Linked DNA regions of Arachis hypogaea: regions 1 and 2 are each linked to region 3. The links are chromatin contacts, called in public Hi-C maps. All regions are on one chromosome and are shown on one strand. Each heading gives the region's core, a stretch centred on a gene start, on an enhancer-like site or on the middle of the called end of the contact. The rest is flanking DNA. Distances are from core to core; before and after follow the strand shown. Region 1 overlaps LOC112789781 (protein ACCELERATED CELL DEATH 6-like). Region 2 has its middle 16 kb from the start of LOC112789787. Region 3 holds the start of LOC112789782.

Region 1 (2,700 bases), core at 62-2,561, 140 kb before region 3:
AGGAATCTGTTAACTCGACGCACAAGAGGGTTGCGACCTCTATATGGGAAACATGCTACAACACCTATAGAGATGATAATGGAAATGAAGAAAATGGCAAGGACAGTTATAACAATTGCAAGAAAGGAGTCATTACTGACGGTTAGACATACAGCAAACGCAAATGCCAAAGCAACCGACGTGACACCGAAACACATAAAAAGCGTTGCGCAATTGATAGCCATCTCTGCAAGACGGTCATCCCCAAGTCGTTCCCACAAAAACATCATAGATCCAATTGCGGAGCAATACATAGCTATGGTGTTGAAGATCGTGAACACCTTGAACAATTTTTTGTCAGCCAGGACTGCCATTCCTCTATTGTGTGGGTTTGGGTCATCAGAACTATAAACACCACCTGGAACACTAAAAGCTGCACTAAATGTAATTGTAACCAATAGTGTACTCACAATCAAAAATATGTTGACCGTTTGTTGGTCATATTTCATGCCTATTTGGGGTGATTCTGAACGTGACCGATACAATTTATATGCTCTCATTGAACATGAAGCTCCAGATTTTCCTAATGTCCAATATGAGAGTTTCTGCATGGAAATTGAACATGTCAAACATCCAGTTGCCACTCCATAAAAATGAAAAGGTGGAGTGTTGTGGTATTACCAACTCTAAATAAATTATTCTTCTATATTTCTTTGTAGACAGAAGTAGGATTAATTAATTGTCTAAGTAGCCAACACTTTTTTTTGTTTGTTTTATATTTAAATTAAAAAAAATATTTAGTAACTAAAGAAAATTAGTTCTATAATTAATTTTATTTAGTATTCATTAATTGTTGTGATAATTAATGAATGTTAAATAAGACAAATTTTTTTTTTTTTTTTTTAACACAGTCAATTTTCTCTTCTTTCTTTTTAACTTAAAGTGTTGGGTCCCTAAATTATATATATACATACACACGAGTGTACAAAATCTACAATTTAAATATAATTAACATTTCACTTTAGCATTTAAGCAACCAAGAAGGCTAGACTTGAAAAAGTGTAAAACTCTTGTAGAAAATCATTTTACAGATATTATGTAAATAGGAATCTAATGAGTCAGTAAATAAATTTAGGCCACAATTAGATCTTTGTATAAATGCACACGATTGAAACAAACATTCATGAAACCTTTTCTAATGATATATGGCTTTTTAAATTCTTTAAATCTAATCATCTTATTTTTTTTAATCAGATGAGTTAGACAGCTCATAATTTTACGCATTAAAACATCACAACACATCCACACCACGCTCTCACACGACCCTATTCAATGTTTGGTATTCTCCAAAATTCGAATGTCAAGAGGCATATGATTTACCACCTAAGCTAAGGCCTTAGCTACTATCCTATTTTTGCTGTCAAACACCGTCGAATTCGTAGGCTTCGACAAGGTGGGGCGAGTTGGCCAGTGGGGCAACAACTAACAATTTTATTTTTGAAAAGATGTATAAGCAAATATGTGTAAATATCATTTCTTCCTGTATCTCGATTGCAATAATGACGAGATAAATGATAAAGTATAAAAATATAAATAGTCTTGATTTTTTTAAAAAAATCCCTTGGTCAATGGGTAGGTAGATATAAATAATTAAGAGTAAATGATTAAATTAGTCTCTAAAAAATCATTCATTCTTTAAATTAGTTTCTGAAAGATTTTTTTAATCAAATTGTCCTTTAAAGATTTTAGATTAGTCATGTTAGTCCTTCTGTCATTTTGTTTGTTGATGGTGTCAATATTTACTAATGTAATACCTTAAGTGACACTCCAACACACATCTAAAAGTCTTAATTGACTATTAACATGATTAGTTTATAAAATTAGATAAAATCAACCTCAAATTTAGAGATTCTAATACCTCAAGTTCTCTTCACAATTTGGTTTTGATTTGATCTAATTTCATAAACTTATTATGTTAATAGTCAATTAAAAACTCCTACATGTGTGTTAGAGTGTCACTTAATATTTTACATTAACAAATTTCGACACTATTAACAAACAAACTGACAGAAGGACTAACATGACTAATTTCAAATATTTAAAAGATGAATTTAATTTAAAAAATTTTTCGGGAACTAATTTGGAGAACAAATGATTTTTCAATGACTAATTTGACTATTTACTTAGAATAATTAAATATATAATGCAACTTTGTCGGTGCTTGGCATAGGTTTCCTTTTTGTTTGACTTTTTGTGAGTACGGGGCCATAGGTTTAAATAGGATGGAGTGACCTACTTCATGACATTAGCTACAACCTACTTGATGACATTAATAAAGTGTAGTTAGTACCTCTCTTGGTGTTTCTCTTAGGCTGAGATGAAACAAGACAATATCAAGAGCAGTTAGACCGTCATTGTTGACATAGTTTAGCTTCACTCTTTCATCTCCGGTCATCACGAACAAAACCTCAGGGAATAAATTTTTTGCAGCCAAATGTAATGGGGTATTTCCATTCTTGTCTTTCTCATTTATAGTGAACGGTTCAATCTTCTTGTTTCTTAGTAAGTACTTTAACAAATTAGCTTTTCCATTCTTGGCTGCAATGTGCAAAATGTTTTGACCTTTCTGATTAAGACATACTTTAGGGCTAGGCCACTCTTGTTGAAGCAATTCTTTGACCACCTCAACACGGCCCTTTTCACAAGCAAGATGAATAGGAA
Region 2 (2,700 bases), core at 157-2,656, 150 kb after region 3:
AAAGAGAAATTGAAGAAAATGCCTGAGTAACTATTCATAGTGTGTTACTTTAAAGTATTTCTAATATTCTGTTTCAGTTTAATTTTATTTTAAATTTTATAAAATATTATATTATTAATATTTGTAAAATCACATATGATAAATAATAATTTAAAATTAAATATAAAATTTATTGTTTTAATATTTAGTTTAAATTTATTTTAAATTTTATATAAAATGATAAAATTTACAATTATATTAAATATACATAAAAGATTAACTATCAAATTAATTATTTATATAAAATATATATTAAAATATAAATATATATTAAAAATAAATTATATGTATTTATACATAAATACATTAAAAATTATTAATAACTTAGAAAAAAAGGATTGAATCTAAGACAACTTTTTAATTTAGTAACTAAAACAGATTGAATCTTAAATGTTATAGTGTCTGTTAAAATAATTATGTAGGAAATTTTTTATTTTTATCTCATAAAAATAGAATAAAAAATAGAACAGAAAAAAAAAACTTGTACCATGTATATCCTAATTTAGCCACTTAATATAATGTGATCTACATCTAGTTTTTACTATAACAATGATAGAATTTTTATTATAGTTTTTAGAATTACATACATTAATTTCTTAGGATTATTTCTAATCCTATCAAAGAACACATAAGTTTCTTACTAAATTTGTAACCATTAAGCTACCTAATTTAGATTTTAATACTAAGTACTTTCCAAACTTAGTAAAGAGAACCTGGCAAGTTCATGACAAAAAACAGAAAATACATAAAAAAGATTTGATACATTCAATGACTTTTTTTACAAGTATATCTCTCTTTGTCTTTTCTCTCAATAACTTTACTAATGCCTCACATATTTGTCTTTATCATTAAAACAAAAAAAACTAAACTAAAAAATAACATATTCAATGAACAACATACAGGAGAAGATAAATATAACAAGAATGCTATAAAAAAAAAATCAGATTTAGTGCTCTTACTCCTTACCTTTAATTCTTGATTGAATGCTCCTTTTATATAAGTGCATTGCTTCTAAAACTTGAAGTTGTTCTTGGTGACAATTGTTGAGCATCAAGGGCTAAAACATGATTGTATTCTCCTTCAAAAAATGAATACAACATAAGATTAGTGGAGGTGCAAAATGACAGAGAAACAATGTTACAGTGACAGAAGATCATGGGCAGGAATGTGCTGTCTTTGTTGTTTCTTTTTCTTTCTTTTGTGGGTAGCAAGTTGTCCTTGGTTGTACAAACCAAAACTGCACCATTTAATTTTTTTTTTTTTTGGCTCCAAGTTTTGTTAATTTTCCTCCATCATACTTTGATGTAAATGATTTGGTGCCAAAGATGAAATAAACACACTTTTTCTTCTTGCTATGGGCTATACTCGAATATGAAATGATGGACTAAAATGCAGAATACTTTTGTTATTCCTGTCCAACTTATAGCTGCAATGCCCATTTAATTTTGTCCAAAACTGATCAATGTTTTTTTTGTACTGAGCAACTTTTCTTATTTGGATCTACATAAATAACATTCATCAAATACCATTTGAACTTTTAAACCCAAACACTTATCGACCAAAAAAAAAAAACCCAAACACTTATATATTTGTCATCATCAAACTAATATTATAACCAATTTGGGTTGGTCGAGTGGTCAGCTCACTTATCCGCTTAAACAAGTGTCGGGAGTTCAAATTTCACCTTGTGCATGCAGCAACCCATTGGCCAGCGGCAGACCCTTAATTGAAGCTCAGATCCGCAACGGATTAGTTCTTAACGTGTCGAGTTGGGGATACTGTTTGGGTAAACTAAAAAAAAAAAATCAAACTAATATTATTATTTTTTAAACTTAACATAGACGGTGACTTATTTTTTGTGAGCATATAATATTTTTAAAAATTTAATAGATTTTTACCAAAGTAAAAATGTCTTTCTAAAATGAAACAAGTTTTATTTTATTAATTGTCTCAATCAAAGAATTATTAAAACCATTTTGCTTTATACACACGTAAATTTTAAAACCTTAAAACCATTCTATTAGAGTTATTCTTAATATCGTTAAAATTATCCATAGAGGTTTTGGTTTCAAATCTTGATAGTTTGAATAAATAAACATAAATCCATACCATTTGGTTAGGTGTGCCATGTGCTATGTTATATTAGGTGGATTTGTCATTAGATGTGTCCTTCAATGGTTTCTTGGCTCTTTGTTGAAATGAGTCTATATTGACCTATATTTTATACTGAAAGATATTTTCCTCCTTTGTCGTTGCTGTGATCAATATTCGAACTTCGAAAATTATAAAGTTTCTACAACTAAGTTCAGAAGAGGAGTTGGATGATAAACCTCCGAATATAATTATTTTTTTTTTTTGTTAAAAAAACGGGGCTAAAGCCCAAGAAGAGATTACAGAGAAGAGGTCATTCGGGGTAACAATACTCCTCTTAAATCATCAGCTAAGATTTGTTTAACACCTTAGGGGGTTGATCTAGAAAAAGAAAATTTGGATGCATGCTTATATTCTCTTTCTCTTTCGCAAGCTAGTCCGCCAGTTGATTGCTTTCTCTGAAGTTGTGTTTCAATACTACCATCCAATTTTGATCTATACATTGAGCAATTCTCCGAATTAAAGGGTCATGGTGATATTTGCTTTTCTCTCTAGCATTGAGCATCACTG
Region 3 (2,700 bases), core at 172-2,671:
AAGTCTCTAGATTGTGTTTGGTGTAAAATATATTGGACTGAGTTATGCTCATTATCATGTTTGGTTTAAGATAAATATGGAGATTGGGGAGTAAATTTGAAATTTAAAAAGTTAAGTGAGAGTATTTTTTGAAAAAAATATTAAAGGTTTAGTCTCGGTTCCTAGAAAATTAGTCCCGTGTCTAGAAGTCTAGAAGTATTGAAGCCACTAAAACTTTATATTCTAAAACTGAAATTTTAGTTTGAGTTTCTGATCACCAAAGACAATACTCAGCTTCAGTCTCCCAGTCCCAGAAACCAAGTGGATCAGTGACATAGAGGGGCAAAAAGATTTGTTTCCTACTTTCCTATGACAGAAGAGATACAAAAACTCTCCACCATGAGAAGGACTGAGATGGATTGAGCTGGTAAAAGAAATTGTAGTTCCAATTTACTCTCACTCCTTTTCCTAATATTCCAAATTTATCCCCTGAATATTCTTATTCTATATAACCAAACTAGCATGAATACACCTTACATTCTCATTTCCCCAAGCGTAAAATAAGAGCTTTCACATTTTTTCATTGGAGAATTTCATCAAACACCTTATAGGACACAACACAAGCTTCAATTTCAGAACAACACAAAGCAATTTGATTTCACCTAATTGGATTTCAACCAAAGAAACAAAGAGAAGTGGAGGTATTGGAACCTGCGAGCTTGGTGATGGAGGCGTAGAGGGAAGAAGGCCAAGAATACATGACATAGCCAACAAGTTCACCATCAGCGTGGAGGTAGAGAAGTCCAGCGTTCTTCCTTTTGAGTTCGTTGTCGAAAAATGCGGCGTATGATTCGTGTTTGGGAAAGATCTTTCTCTCCAACTTCACAATTTCTTCAATTAACTTAGCACGGTTTTCAGTGTTCCTGTTAAGCTCGGCGATAATCGCCGCGTTCGCCATGATTCACGAGGAAGCCAACCAAACCTGTGTTTATTAAATAACAACAGAATCTGAAAGATTCCTTCTTCAAGTATCCTGCAAGAGAATTAGGGATAAGAAAAGAATAGAGAGATTGGAGAGGCATTCTGAATCTGAGGAACAGAGAGGTGTATGATTAAAATTACAAAAAAGACCTTCCCACCTGCATAGAATTATCGCCATGGTTTACTCCTAAACCGAATTAATGAGCAGCGGGGAAAAGAGGATCGGGGGGGCTGTTCCGCCATACCTTGAGAAAGGAATACTCTGTTGCAGATTTCACTGTTTCGGACGATCCTCCGCCGCTTCTGTCGTCCGAGTCACTGGCTTACCGCGTGACTCTGCCGGCCGGGTTGGTTAAGAGGTGAGTTTTTGGTTGAAATTTTTTTTTTGGGTTGTACATAGAGGTGGGTAGAGGTTGCCGAGCCAGCAGCACAACATGCAGGTCATGTGCTAACTTAGCACGCAACAGATGAACACGTGGTGGAATCAGAAGCAACATGCATCTTGCGTGCTGTTTACGTGGCGTAGCCTACTTGTTAGACATGTGTCAAGTATGTAAGTAATACGTTCATTCTGCTTGTTGAACACGTGACAGATGCTGGTTGGATGACTTTGCAATACGAAATCTGCAAAGTGAGTCTTTTACTTATAAAAATCGGAGTTCGACTGCATTGCAGGAGAGGTGTTTTTCTCTACTGTTAGTGTCATGGAAGGCATATTGCAAATATAGTAATTTACCACAACAGTAAGATTATACGTAATACATATAAGGGCATTAGTTTTGCTTGTGAGAGTATATTTTCGTTTGTGGTTTTGTGCACTATAATGTTTGCGAAACTACAGTACGGACTTCATTAGAGTATAGAGAGTAATATTTTAAAGAGGGTGAGCAACATTATTCTCTACCGGAATTTGGTTGCCGTATTTGGTGGCCTGATATATTTTGAGGTTATGCCGATCGTTGACGAAACAAGTATTTAGCGAATGTTTCATATTCACCAGCAAACTCAAGTGCAACATCCAAGGATTGAGTTGTATGTTGAGTTTGAACATATAACTACAGATGAGGTTCAACATGACCCAAATGTGCAAGATGACAAAACTGAAGCGTACAAAGGCATGAACGATGATAGCGACAAGGAGTTCGAAGCTATGTATGAAGCCGGTGACAAGGACGAGGATGACAATGGGGAGGTGAGGCAGTCGCAGAAACTTTAATGGTTCCACCCGCAGTTAGTCAACTGATGGACGTTTCACCTTTTATGCGTAGCTTGGATCTTGACCGCATGCACCGGAGTTTTCCAAATATGTGAACATAGGTACGTGAATAGTGGGTAGTATGTTTTCTTTATTTTGTTTTGACGGATTGATGAGCAACAATGTATTCTTGTTATAGGTGTTGCTGATCCTGAGGACGAGAAGTTCAAGATCGGAATGAAATACGGTTCTCGAAAATTGGTTATTGCGGCAATTCAAAGTTACACTATCTTCAGATGAGTCGATTACGTTATTTACGAATCAAAGCCACAGACGTTCTATGCAAAATGCAAGACTTATGGACTTGGGTATGATTGGCTTATCCAAACCAGCTTGATACAGAAGAAAGCTTGTTGGGAGATTTGGAGATATAACGGGAGGCACACGTGTTCCATGGGAACAATCACTCTAAGTTGGACTCGAACACAATTGCTGAGGCTATGAAGCTATTGGTTGAATCTGACCCATCTTATAAAGGTTTGATG

What was found. Hi-C and Micro-C count contacts between places; a contact is called where the count stands out from the background.
Region 1: a Hi-C map of leaf shows a contact between it and region 3, with 6 times the contacts expected there. The contact joins the enhancer-like site here to the promoter of LOC112789782 in region 3. A contact is called at or near these places in 4 of 8 Hi-C or Micro-C datasets (leaf and an unstated tissue).
Region 2: a contact with region 3 is called in a Hi-C map of leaf, with 3 times the contacts expected there. The contact joins the enhancer-like site here to the promoter of LOC112789782 in region 3. A contact is called at or near these places in 2 of 8 Hi-C or Micro-C datasets (leaf and an unstated tissue).

The regions. Positions count from the first base shown.
Region 1 is chr3:20,653,305-20,656,004 of arahy.Tifrunner.gnm2.J5K5, forward strand. LOC112789781 (protein ACCELERATED CELL DEATH 6-like) reads right to left here. Exons shown (of 4, transcript XM_072232522.1): 3 at 2,330-2,700; 4 at 1-584. Among protein-coding and RNA genes, the nearest start is that of LOC112789781, 9.7 kb to the right of the region's middle. Within about 2 kb of position 1,312, at least 2 of the 3 cell types and tissues checked have open chromatin away from gene starts, as enhancers often do.
Region 2 is chr3:20,943,240-20,945,939 of arahy.Tifrunner.gnm2.J5K5, forward strand. No RefSeq gene overlaps it. Among protein-coding and RNA genes, the nearest start is that of LOC112789787, 16 kb to the right of the region's middle. Within about 2 kb of position 1,407, at least 3 of the 3 cell types and tissues checked have open chromatin away from gene starts, as enhancers often do.
Region 3 is chr3:20,790,294-20,792,993 of arahy.Tifrunner.gnm2.J5K5, forward strand. It overlaps LOC112789782, which reads right to left and starts at 1,422. Exons shown (of 7, transcript XR_011879601.1): 1 at 1,119-1,422; 2 at 691-1,012.